Linked DNA regions of Gossypium hirsutum: region 1 is linked to region 2. Evidence: chromatin contacts called from public Hi-C data. All regions are on one chromosome and are shown on one strand. The core of a region is the stretch at or near the end of the contact, and the rest is flanking DNA. Distances in the headings are between cores, read along the strand shown.

The links. A called contact is a pair of places that touch in the nucleus more often than the background predicts.
Region 1: a Hi-C map of leaf shows a contact between it and region 2, with 2.2 times the contacts expected there. The contact joins the promoter of LOC107930729 here to the promoter of LOC107930732 in region 2. A contact is called at or near these places in 5 of 34 Hi-C or Micro-C datasets (callus, leaf and an unstated tissue).

What each region holds. Positions count from the first base shown.
Region 1 is chrD10:62,191,648-62,198,040 of Gossypium_hirsutum_v2.1, forward strand. It overlaps LOC107930729 (protein-tyrosine-phosphatase MKP1), which reads left to right and starts at 1,326. Exons shown (of 4, transcript XM_016862443.2): 1 at 1,326-1,462; 2 at 1,736-4,553; 3 at 4,854-5,040; 4 at 6,086-6,393. The coding sequence starts at 2,076. The coding sequence ends at 4,910.
Region 2 is chrD10:61,984,412-61,991,786 of Gossypium_hirsutum_v2.1, forward strand. LOC107930732 reads left to right here and starts at 3,396. Exons shown (of 18, transcript XM_016862447.2): 1 at 3,396-3,716; 2 at 4,406-4,615; 3 at 5,007-5,102; 4 at 6,281-6,333; 5 at 6,573-6,669; 6 at 6,770-6,843. The coding sequence starts at 3,567.

The DNA of each region.
Region 1 (6,393 bases), core at 76-2,575, 210 kb after region 2:
AAGAAATCTTACCTTGGACGCAAGATTGTATGATTTGTGGATGTTCTTCTTTATTAGTTATGGAAGTTCGTTGGAAATTAATATATTTGGTTCTAATCATTTTGCATGCTATCCTTTTGAATGGGAGGCCCTTTTTTGTATTATTTGCTGGCAGCTTTGGATAAGGAGGAACAATTATGTGTTTAATGCAGACTTTATTAAGAATGAAAGTGTTTTAGAAAAGAGTTACCGTATGAGGGAAAGTTATCTATATTCAAACTTTGGATCAATGGGGGCCTTAAGGCATTCAAAAGCTAAAACTTGTAAGTTGATCAGATGGATTCCACCAGATAATGAGTGACATAAAGTGAATAAAGTCCTGACCAATGACAATCGAATGAGAAGAAATCTTACCCCATATGCAAGATGTATATTTGTGGATATTCTTCTCTATCAGTTTTGGAAGTTGGTTAGAAATTAATATATCTGGTTTTAATCATTTTGCATGCGATCCTTCTAAATGGCAGGCCCTTTTTGGTATTATTTGCTGGCAGGAACAATTATGTGTTTAATGCAGACTTTATTGAGAATGAAAATGTTTTGGAAATGACTTACCATATGAGGGTAAGTTATCTCTGTTCAAACTTTGGATTGATGGGGGCCTCAAGGCATTCAAAAACTAAATCTTGTAAGTTGATCAGATGAATTCCACCGGATGATGAGTGACATAAAGTGAATACTGATGGTGCAGTCTGCAAAGTGTTCGGGAATGCTGCTGCAGGTGGTCTGATCTGCGATCAGCATAAGACGTGAATTTCTGGTTTCTCAAGGAATATTGGTAACTGTTCAGTTATCAATGTTAAACTTTGGGGAGCTCTGAAAGGTCTTCAACTTGCTTGGAACCTTGAGTTGAAACAAATAATTCTCAAGTTGGATAGTATAGAAGCTATTCAAGAAAATGCAACTAATCAACATTACTCAACTCTGGCACGTAATATTAAGAACATGTTGTAACTTCCTTGGATGGTTAAAGTTATTCATACTTTTACAGAGGGTAACAAGATAATTGATGGTTAGCGTTAATGGCATTATCAAGACTAGTGGGTAGGTAGTTTTCATGGAACGAAGCCCTATAATCACTATATGATAATTATTTCAGTGACTTATCCACAAATAATTTAAGTTAATGATTTAATCATTCTCTTTATAAAAAAAAAACTCATAGAACAAGGACCTTTTAAGAAAGGAGTATTTGACCTTGTTTTTTCTGATAAAATAGAAATAAAAAAATAAAAGGGAAATTATTGAAAAAGACTGGTAAACATATACCGCACTTACTGACCCCTCCTTTCATTTCCCCTTCTTTTTATTCGTTTTTATTTTTTACTTTATTTTCCCCCTCTTTTTCTCTCTCTCTCTTTCTCTCCCTCTTCAGTTTCACTCTTCCCATGGCTTCTTTCTCTTCCTTTCCTTTCCTTTCCCTGTAAGCCCCAATCTCGCTCTTTTTTATTTATTTTTCTCTATTCTCTTAAGGCTTTTTTCTACGTGTATGTATATTTTAAATTTTATGTTATTCTGAAGTTGCTTAGATAGATTTACAAATTGGGTTTACCGTTTTTTTGTTTCATTGTTGTTAATTTGCTTTGAATTGGAACTCTGGGTTTACTTCCCCCCCCTATTTACCTGTGTTTTTTTATTGAATTTTGTTCTTTATAAGATGGGAAGTTGTTTTATTCTTTAATTTTTGTATTTGCAGTGACTTGTTCCTCATGGCTGATCTGACATGGGTTTTCGATTTTATCATGTCCACTCGTAATTTCAAGTGCGGTTTTTCTTTCCCAACTTGTATCTTTTTTTAATGGTTCTAGGTTTTGTCTGAATACTTCAAGTGAGGGTATTGAAAATAGGTATGGTGAAAACGTTGAAACTAGTGGGAAGTTAGAGTTTTTGTTAGGTTTTTAGATTTTGGTTATATTTGTTTTATGATTTTATGAAGGTATTTGTAATGTTGGAATCATGGTGAATAGGTAGTAGGGTTTAGTTGGTTCTTTGTGTTTATTTTTCAAGTTTAGCTAAGGTGATATTGTGAAGTGGGAATGGTGGGCAAAGAGGATGCTCCTGTTAATCCTACTCCTAGGGCTCCATCATGTCAACTTTCTGGCTCTCGGAAAATGTTTTGGCGTTCGGCTTCGTGGTCCTCGTCCAGAACCAGTCTTCAAATTCCTGAAACTGATAAAGATATAGGAGCAGATACTAATGTTAACAATGGTACTAATGATGGACAAGCTCGTCGGTATCCTCCTCCTCCCTTAACCCCACGTTCGCAACAGAATTCTAAGGCCAGGTTGTGTTTGCCACCTCTGCAGCCGTTGTCGATTGCACGGAGAAGTTTGGATGAGTGGCCGAAGGCTGGTTCTGATGATCTTGGTGAGTGGCCACAGCCACCCACACCGAGTGGGAACAAGAGTGGTGAGAGGTTGAAGCTTGACTTATCATCGATTCAGTGGAGTAATGATAAGAATGGCGGGCTTATGAAAAGGGAAAAGATTGCTTTCTTTGATAAAGAATGCTCAAAAGTGGCTGAACATATTTATCTTGGTGGAGATGCCGTTGCAAAGGATAGGGAAATACTAAAACAGAATGGGATTACTCATGTTTTGAACTGTGTGGGATTTGTTTGTCCTGAGTATTTCAAGGCCGACTTTGTTTACAGAACTCTGTGGTTGCAAGATAGTCCATCAGAGGATATTACTAGCATACTTTATGATGTTTTTGATTATTTTGAGCATGTTAGGGAACAGAGTGGAAGAGTTTTTGTTCATTGTTGCCAGGGGGTATCAAGGTCCACATCACTGGTGATAGCGTATCTTATGTGGAGAGAGGGACAGAGTTTTGACGATGCCTTTCAGTATGTGAAGGCTGCAAGAGGAATTGCAGATCCAAATATGGGTTTTGCTTGCCAGTTGTTACAGTGTCAAAAAAGGGTTCATGCTTTCCCGTTGAGCCCTAGTTCCTTACTGAGGATGTATAGAATTGCGCCTCATTCGCCTTATGATCCTTTGCATCTAGTCCCTAAAATGCTGAATGATCCATCCCCTTCTGTACTGGATTCTAGAGGTGCATTTATTGTTCAGATACCTTCTGCAGTATATATTTGGATTGGTAAAAACTGTGAATCTATAATGGAAAGGGATGCACGAGGAGCTGTATGTCAGATTGTTCGGTATGAGAAAGTGCAGGGGCCTTTAATGATGATAAAGGAAGGAGAAGAACCAAGGGATTTTTGGAACGCCTTTTCAAATAATTTACCTTCGATGGACAAATCTGGAAATATAGTTGGGGTGGGGGAGTCAGCAGTTAAGATTTGCCCTGGTAAGAGGAAAGTGGATTCTTATAATGTTGATTTTGAGGTTTTCGAGAAGGCTATAAAGGGAGGTATTGTTCCTCCATTTGCTTCATCAGAGAATGAACATGAAACCCGCCTTCCTGCCAGAGAAAGCAGTTGGAGCATGCTTAGATGTAAGTTTGCCTCTGGCATAATGAAGGACTTTGTCTCTGCACCAAAGATATTGCTCTCCAGGATGTATTCAGATTCCATGATGATAGTTCGTTCATCATCATCATCACCATCATCAACATCATCCTCTTCGTCTTCCTCCCCTCTGTATCCCTCTCCTGATTCCAGTAGTTGTTCAACCTACTTTTCAGAGTCCTCTCTGGATTCACCTTCAGCTGTTTCAAATTCTTCTCAAGTTTCATCACCTTTGCATGGTTTTTCCGAATTGTCTTATGTTTCATCACAAACTTCTTCACACCCCACGTCTAATAGCTCAGGGTTTGTCAGTGTCAGTCTCACTTTTCAACCTCAGGCTGCATCTTCGCCCCTAAAAAAGGTTTCAACATCCCTTGCAGAAAGGCGAGGCAGTTTGTCAAAGTCTCTCAGGCTTCCAGTGCCAAGTGATAATGTACGAGAAGCAAGTGATCGGTCATCTTTTCTTGTCAAGCAAGTCAGGGACAGGAGAAATGACAATACTAGTTCATCTTGTGAGTCTGATATTGAAATTGTCTTTGATTCCAAGCATGGTGTGGGAAATGGAGAGGATGTTGTGATTGAAGGCTCCAATTTGAAGATATCTCCATGTAGAATAGCTAATATTGATCCAGATGATAGGAGATCTACTTTTGTTAGTACATATGAACCTCAAAAAATTCATTCTCCCCAGGATGGTTTTGTTTCTGCTGTTCCAAATAGAATGGAGGAAAGTTTTCCAGCATGTCCTGGTGTAATTCAACCTTTAGTATGGCGCTGGCCCAGTATAGACAAGATGACAAAATTTAATAGAAGTGATCTAGATTCAAAATCTGCTTTTGCAATTTTTTCTCCAGCTACAGCTGTAGGCAAAAATGAAGATAGGATTCTGTATTTTTGGATAGGGAAGTTTTATCATCATGAAAAAAACTTGATTCAGTTAGATAGCAGCCAGGTGCTAAGGGATAGAGATGATATTGACTGGAACCAAGTTGGTTATGATGTTCTAACTCAAGTGGGTCTGCCAGAGGACACCCTTGTGAAGGTATGGGTTAATGTTATAAATATTTATGAGGGTAATTGATTTGCTATTTAAATCAAAGGATATAGTTATGTTTATGCCAGGGTCAAATCAAGTTTGGATCCCTCTTATTGTCTTTGAGTTTGATGCTTTTGTAGATGTAGAAAGCCTGTTTACTAATAGGAGAAATATATACGATTTGTCACTGAACTCTTTTTGCGTCACATTCTGTTTGATTTTGTTATGCATTCAGCCCATAGAAAAGAAACAAATAATCTGTACTACTTTCTAACTTTCTATTTTTTGTACATTGATTATCAACAGATTGTCCAAGACGAAGAAGAACCAACAGAATTTCTTGAGTTGCTGAGGACATTTTAGCTCTGCTGCAATTAAGGAGAAACCTACAAGCCAATAGATTTTATAAATCATCTTCCCGTTTCTTCAAATGGCTTAATTTTGCTCTGGAATTTCAGGCATCAAGCCTAGTTCCCATGGCAAAACCAATGTGGTACTTAACCTTTTCTTCTATAATATCTTACTTGCTGTATGTAGTTTCAGAAAAAAATTCTGCTATATCTGTGCAATATAGTTTTGGTTTGGCAGCTTTTATGCAGATTGGTATGGTATGCTTATGCTCCTTCCAGCATCAGCTGTATGCAAGGATTTTAAGATACTCCATGTAATGTTTCAACTAGGTTAAATTTTTTGCAGATATTCTGCAACATTGATATTCTTATGGTTTTCTAGGCCTCAATTGATCATTAGAGGGGTAGTTTCTTGTGATAGAATATCAAATTAGACTACCACAGGATTTCATTCCCATCATTTTCAGTGTTTACTCGGGAGCTAAATTTTGCACCACTCCATTGTCAGTATGAAAGCATGAAATAGACCTATGCGCAACTATTTTGATTGGCTGTGCTAGACTTTTGCATATATCTTTTCATATTCGTTGTAAAAGTTCACTTCCAGGTTGGTTTTTTTTACTTTATTAACTAGACTTCAGTTATATAGTTAGTACATGAGGAGAATGAGTTTAAAATGTCAATCAGAATATGTTGTCTATGAAGCTATTCTTTAGAGGTGTGGAATGGAGTGATTAAAAATGTAAAAAAATTCTCCATGTATGTAAAAAGCACAAGCATGTGATATTGAGCATTTTCAGCTGTGAAGTTTAGAGTTACAAGTGTACGCTGAAGCTTAATGCAGCTGTGGCTGTGGACCTTGATGACCTAGCAGTAAATTCTTTTTCAGTCATAGTTAGGTGGACAAGGTCACAGGCTTGAATGTTTTTGTGGTACACACTGAAAAACGTAGATTCTTGCCATCTATGGCCATTCACCTTTTTGACCACCGTCACTTTAATGGTTTTGGCTCAGTTTGTATTGGGAAAAACTTGCAATTGCATATTTTTCACTGTAGTAATGTCCAAGTAGGATGGTCAAAAGATTTACTTTCTCTTTCCAATATTGAAAAATCTAGGCAAATTTACGCTACCATGTTTACCTCATCATTTTGAATCTATAGATTGAAATGTTTTTGATTGTTTGCAGGTAACAGCTCTTTGGAAGGATCCTGTGGCAATTCAGCCTGGTTGTACAGCATCGTTAACACAGCCGTAACTGTTAGTCATTTGTTTCACAGACTGTTATTGTATATTAAGTGTTGGTAGAATCATTTGTTCCAGACAAAATAGATAGCCTGTAATTTCCCATCTTTTGGGCTACTTTATGTCTTCCAGTTTGCGCAAACTGTTCAATTCACTACTTTCTGCATAGGCAGGTTTTAACAGTAATATTTCTCTAAATGCAAATTCTGGATTCAGAGCTTATCTCTCTCTTTCTTTGTTTTGCTTATATAT
Region 2 (7,375 bases), core at 2,146-4,645:
ATAATTCGGATTAAAAGTCCAAAAAAATATATTTAATAAAAAGTATATTTGATTAAAAATAAATAAATAAACATATATTTAATATATAATTCGGGTCCGGGCCAAAAAAGTCTTACCCGAGACCCGACCCATTTTCTAAACGGGCCTCATTTTTTGTCCAAACCCATATTTCGGGCCTATATTTTTACCCGAACCATCTCATTTTTCAAGCGGGCCGCAGGGTCGGGCCGAGTAGCCCAACCCATGATCACCTCTAAGTGCATCTCGAGTGCGATTTTTAACCTCGATTTAACTTAGTAAAGGTTAGAATTTGCAACTCAAGTACTTGATTTACAATAAGTTTTATACCAGTAATGGTAAATTCAAAAGATCTCAATGTAAGAAACTTGTTTATATATTTCTTCTTGTTTCTCTAAGTGTTCTCAAGTGCAATTCATGTTGCTTTCAATGGAATCATATTTCTATAGAGGTCATACAGTTGATATGTATGGAAATTTAATACATATTTGCAACAAATGTGCTCCTCTTTTAGGCTTTTTGCTTTTTGCTTTTATTGTAGCTTTAGAATCTATAGGTATCTCCTCTGGAAGTGGCCGGAGATTCAAATGAAGAACATAAAAAATCTTCAATGTAGATAATAAATCCACCATTTTGGAAATGAACTTTTCACTACCGAATTACATAAAGTATAAAAATATATATAATTTATTCTCTTTATAATCAATATTTGTTAATAATGTATGACTACTAACATTGCTAAATACTAACACTAAACATAAAGCTTTGGTGGTTAATCCTTCTAATGACCGGATGCCTTTTTTTTTTTTGATGAAAATCACAATAAAACAATTAATTATCACTAGGATAACATGACGAAACTAGAGGTGATCATGGGTTGGGCTACCTGGCCCGGCTTGATGGTCTGTCCGAAAAATGTGAGGGTTTGGGTAAAAATATAAGTTCGAAATATGTGTTTAGGCAAAAAAATAAGGCCTGTTTAGAAAACGGGTCAGGCCTCGGGTAAGACCTTTTTGGCCCGAGGCTGGCCCAAATTATATATTAAATGTTTTATTTTTATTTTTAATTAAATATACTTTTTATTATATATATTTTTAGACTTTTAATCCGAATTATATATTAAATATATATTTTTTTATTTTTAATCAAATATGGGCCGGGCTAGGCTCGAACTTAGTAATTTTCTTTCAGACCGGACTTGAATAAAGTTTTAGGCCCATATTTTAGGCTGAACCGGGCCTGGACTTAAAATCGAGCCTAAAATTTATTTAGACTCGACTCGACCTAGCCCATAATCACCTCTATACGAAACTCACAAAGCAAGCGAATATAGCCTTTCATGTAAAAAATGTAAAGTTTTTCAATCTAATAATATTTTACTCAATTTTATTTTAACCTTCATCTTGTCAATACTTAGGTTTCATTCGAATTCCATCAAAACATCCGTGCACAACTTTTAAGACAATTTTCATTTCAAATTCATCATAATTTGATGTTTGGATAACGATACAATGATGGGTTGTATCAACTGAACTCTTATTTTTCAACTGCGGGTAAAAAAGTCCATTGGATTCAATAGCCCTTTATTTGACAATACTACTTTTATTACATGTGCTTATGATACCAATAGTATGTGATTGATAAAAATGTAATTGTTATGAAAATTATTTTACAATGTTTGGCAGTTGAGTAAAATATTTGAAAACTAATGTTATTTTATAAAATTGCCCTTATCAAATGAAAGGATAGTGTTCATATATTTTAATGATTTTTATTCACAAATATTTGTATTAATTTAAAAGGTATAATTTTCTCACATTTTGATTAGATCTGTTGCATGAATGCATCTAAAAACAACTTGCATATTACCTCAGTATTCTGAAGATGTACGAATTTGCAAACATTTTTTTTTCTCCTTACATTAAGATATAAATTAAAGTGTATCCATATATTAGATATATGTATTGAAATTATCTTAATACTAAAATTTGATATCAATGAAAACATATTTTAAAAGATAGTCAAAGAAAATAAAGATATTTGCCTAGTGATACAACTATGACTTGTTAAAAAGGGGAAGAATAAGGAAATTGAATATCCTGAAACAAAAAATAAGACGCATTTGGAAGGGAAAGAATCAGTATGAGGGGTTGGTGAATGATTGACGAGGAGGAAAAATTAATGGTGGGCCAACCATGAAGGCTAATGGAAAAGATCCACCATCTACCATTGAGAAAGGCCGGTCCAAAGAGATAAGGGTAGGAGAAAGTAAGGGAAATGGGCCTTGGATCCCTCCTGGTTTCAATTCGGTCTTTATTAGTGCTACTATCTTACCAGAATCGAATCACATAGCTGTGATCGTTAAGGACGACAATACATTAGTCGGCCACTTTATTGCGTCTTTTTCAAAAGATCCCATGCATGCAACGAAGAGGGTTGGTACATTTATGCATGAGATGATCAAGTGTGGGTTTAAAATGTGTAGTGCCAAATCTTTAGGGCCATTGCTGTCTGAATGGATTGATTCAGTCTGGTACATTTTATTTTATTTTTACTTTCCATCCCATGAGAAATTAACTCTCTGACTAATTATTAAGGGGCAACTTTCCATTAAATTCCTAGGGCATTGTGCATACTAAATATCGGAATTATGTTTCAACTAATTAAATTCCTTAAAAATGATAATTTTCCATCATACCAAGTGCTTCGCCTTCATAACTATATTTGAATAAAAACATGACTCATTACTTTAGATGTACAACACCCAGTCTCACCACCAAGTTGTTTTTGTTTGTATCATTCATCCCAGTGACTTAAACATAGTAACACATCATGAAAGGTGATTGTACCTGAGAGGTTCCTCTAGGACCTGATAAAACTAGTCTCTCCAACATTAAATAGATTAATTTAATCCCTGTATTATTAAAAAAATTAAATAATGCCAAATTGGAATAAATTTAATATTTACTTTTTAGTAGAGTTAAGATTTTTAAAGTTTGTATAGTTCCGTGACTAAAATATTTTGTTTAAAATTGAATTGTAATCGTAAAAAAATAATTTTCAAACTATTTTTTATACTATAAATGTTAACTCTATTATAATTTAGACTTATTTAATTTTTCAATAATATACAGACTAAATTAATTTATTTAATAATGAGAATTATTTAACTTGGTCCTTATAACCTATTGTAAAATAAGTAAATAACAACTTCAATGCCCAATAAAAAAATATTTTTTAAACCTTTTATTATTACAAAATTACATAATTAGCTATAAGATAAAAAGAAAAGGAAAAGAAAAAAAATCTGTTGGTCACAGCACGTCGCATCATCCTAGAATTCCACATTTAACGCCGTCGTTTTCTTACACTTCATCATTTGAACAAAAAGTACAATAACGATCGAAGAACACATTTTCCCCCATTTCCTGTCTCAGAACTCCAAAACCCTAACATTTCCTCACAGAAAAAAATAGAAAATAACGAAAGAAATTACTTAAACCTAATTGCATTGATCGACCTAGCGGTAAAGCTAGAAAATAAGCGAAATGTCGTGGCTGAGGACGGCGGTGAACAAAGCGGTGGAGGTTGGGAACAATAATAACATCACGCGAAACATCAAAAACTATGCCGATACCGTTGTTCATCATGCTGGTCAGGCTGTTGCTGAAGGAGCCAAACTCTTTCAAGATCGCATTGTAATTTCTTTTTTTCCATTCATTTTTGTAAATGTTATTTATTTGCAGTTTGAGGTTTTCATGTTGCAATTTCATGCTGAATGGTTTTTTAGCTTGAAAGGTTTGCAATGTTGATTTTCTTTTTTAAAAATTTGAAATTTAGAGTTATTTTCATAATAATTACTTTGTTGTTATGGAAGTTCTAGATTATAGTTTTAGCGTTTTCATTTTGGTTTAAAATTGATTGTGTGTTTTGGTTGTTCAGTTAGAAGATAATGAAATGTATGTAATAATCTAAACAGGTTTTTTTTTTTAATAAATCAACAAAATGCGATTAAAATCGAATTATAATTGGAGAAATGTGTCTCTTTGGCGGAATAAATTATTTTTCTATACACTAGCCACATCTATATACATATTTTACTGAATTTTTTTGTTTAATTTTAATTGGATTTGGCAATTTCCCTTTCAAGTAATATTGTTATGCTGTTATTTGGTCTAATGTTAAATGTGGCTTGTGATGTTGTAAACTGATATTAAGAGCTTTGTGATTTGGTCAGTTGTCACATCAGAGTCAGCTGTCATTTCTGACTTGATTTAATGCGCTCCTAGATAGTTATTTACCTTGTTTACTTTTAGAAATTCTTTTTCCTGTTGTTGGTATCCTATAATATTGTTATTGGACTTGCTTAAGTTGTGTGGTTATGCAGGGGTCTCATAGTATCAGAAGTGTAAGGCAAACTGTGAAAAGATTGGAGGAAGCAGCAATCTCTTGTAGGGGTTTTGAGAGAGCTATGCTGCTGAGAAGATGGTTGGTTGCACTAAAAGAAATTGAGAAGTTATCTGAAGGCAGTCAAAATAGCCTCGAGCAAGTTCTTGCTTCTGATGAAGCAAAGGACACCCCAAAAAGGCCGTCACTGGTGAGTTATTCCTTTTGTTAACAAACACCAAATTGAATGCAGTGAATTAAGTTAAGTGTTACTTATTGAGTTGTAAATTAAATGTTTTTGTCAATGTCTGCTCAACAAGGGGATAGGTAGGTTCACTTTGGTTGCGTAGTCTGAGATCAAATTATATTGTGTTTCTTTCATGAGTTAGGTTAAATAGTTTAATATACCTTATTGTCATATCCTTAGATTTCCTTTTTATTTGTTGCATGAAGTGTATTTTTATTTGTTACATTTTGAAACTAATGCTGTTGATTAATTGTTTGTGTGCCTGAAATAGGTTCAATTGCTGAACTAATGCTACATTTCGAATAAGTTTCTTGTGTCATGACTCTATCTTTTGATCATTTTTAATGATCGATAGGTTTTGTATTATGACTCTGATATTGGGGATGCACCGATGAATTTTCAAGAGGTTTTCCTTCAAAGCCAGGCTTTGGAGTGCATAACAATATCTATGGTATGATTTGATATCTTGGTCATTTGTTCCTATTTTCTTTTTAATCAGAATTCATCAAGATAATATAGAATCTTGAATGTATCATAAACATTTTTAGACATTTATTTCCATGCTTTGCTAGCATAGTTATTGACTAATTTTTAGAGGATTAGGCATTAGATGAAGTTTTGGAAAAGTCAACATTTCAGGTATGGTCATTCTGGATCTAAATCTTTCCCTGAAAAAGAAAACTAAAATAAACAATCCGGATAGTTCATTTGTTCCTATTTTCTTTTTAATCAGAATTCATCAAGATAATGTAGAATCTTGAATGTATCATAAACATTTTTAGACATTTATTTCCATGCTTTGCTAGCATAGTTATTGACTAATTTTTAGAGGATTAGGCATTAGATGAAGTTTCAGAAAAGTCAACATTTCAGGTGTGGTCATTCTGGATCTAAATCTTTCCCTGAAAAAAAAAACTAAAATAAACAATCCGGATAGCTCATTTAAATAAAGAAAGATATAAAATATTTTATCATGGGCCTCGTTAATTTTTTGATATTTTTAATGATAACTGAGTAATGATTTTCCAAACAAAAACAAATGAATGCCTAATTCCTGCACTTCACGAGGTTTATAACAGCTTTACTGGAAATTGTTCTTAGTCTTGAGTTCCATGCAAGAACTGGAGCTTTAATCTTTAAATGTTCCCTAAGATCATTAAATCCTATCAAACACAGTAAGCTATGAAGCTGCTTCAATACCTGTTATGCTTTATGCTATCAAAACCATAAAAACAAAAAAAACTTTAGTGATACATTTACTGAGCTCAGTATGGCATTAAGTAGAAATTTTAATGATTGAATCATCTTCAAGGAAAATTATAAGAAAGCTCTTAGTTTGTTGTGTTCTATCAATATAAGTACATTTAAGTTATTTATAGATATGTCATCTTTTCTGCTGGAGTATCTTAGATGTCTTCATGTAAGATTGTATGTTTGATTTTCTGTAATTTTTATCTAGCCATGTTCAGAATTTGTGAGAACCTTTTTTTCATTATTAGCTAACAAGTTAATATCATGAATGAAAGAGCTTACTATTTCCAAAGGCATGGGCTTTTGTATTGAACTTTTATGCTTTTGGAATACCTGATCATTGAGGTTAACGCAGGTTAAATATTTTCTATGTTTCAGATTATTGAAGCTCCAAATGAGGAAGAGATTTCTCTGCTCCAGGAGATGTTTCGGCAAGTCCTCTCACTTTATCTCTATTGATTTATTATAAGCTGGAATGTCAACGTTGAGGATTTGCCATCACAGTTTAAAAGTGTCTGTTTCTAACATATGCAGAATAATTTCATTTTCTGCCTCTTCTTGTATGTTTTGTTTGGTTACGTGGGACAAATAATTTATTATTATGAACATTTAGCCTGAAACTTAAATAGGATTTTGGTAATTTCCTTTAATTAAATAATAATACCTGCAGGCTCTGCCTTACTGGAGGAAAAGAAGTTCACAATGCTGTAGTCAGCAGTATACAGGATCTAGCTTTTGCCTTTTCTAGCTACCAAGATGAAGTGCTGGTAACTTGTTGGAACCCATGCTACATTCTGAATGCAATTTAGAAAGATTCAAAGTTTAATGTATTCCCTTCTTTTTTTCCTCAAACATGGAAATTTATAGGTGAAACGGGAGGAACTGCTTCAGTTTGTGCAAAGTGCCATAACAGGGTTGAAAACCAGTGCAGATCTTTTAAGGTAGTTTAAAACAAAATACTTCCATTTCCTGTCCTTCAGCCCATGTTATAATGCGTACACTTCCCTGTTATGTTTTCTCTACTTTGGCTTTGGGTTCTTGGTTCATGTTTCTGACAATGCCAACATCTTGTATGTTTCTGGACTATTTTACTCTGACCCTTCATTTTTCCTAAAATACCCATGTCCAACACCCATATCCAACGTCTATCTGGATTTGGGTATGGAGGTAAGATTCTCCAACTATATAATAAAAACTGAAAAACTTTGAGCATACCTGTGATGGATGATACCCGTATTCAACACTCTTGAGTGGGTGACGTAACTTTTGGCAGTGTCTAATTGAATTTTTCTTTAATAATTATAGTGTAATTTTCCCTCTTAAAATGAGTTTTAACTTCTAATAACTAGCTAAGATATTTTTGTAGGCATGAATAAAAGTTACTTTTGATCATATTTTCATGTGCCCAGTTTGCATCTATGTTGGCATAAATCTACCTGCTTATCCTATTTTAACAGAGGAGGATTCAATATC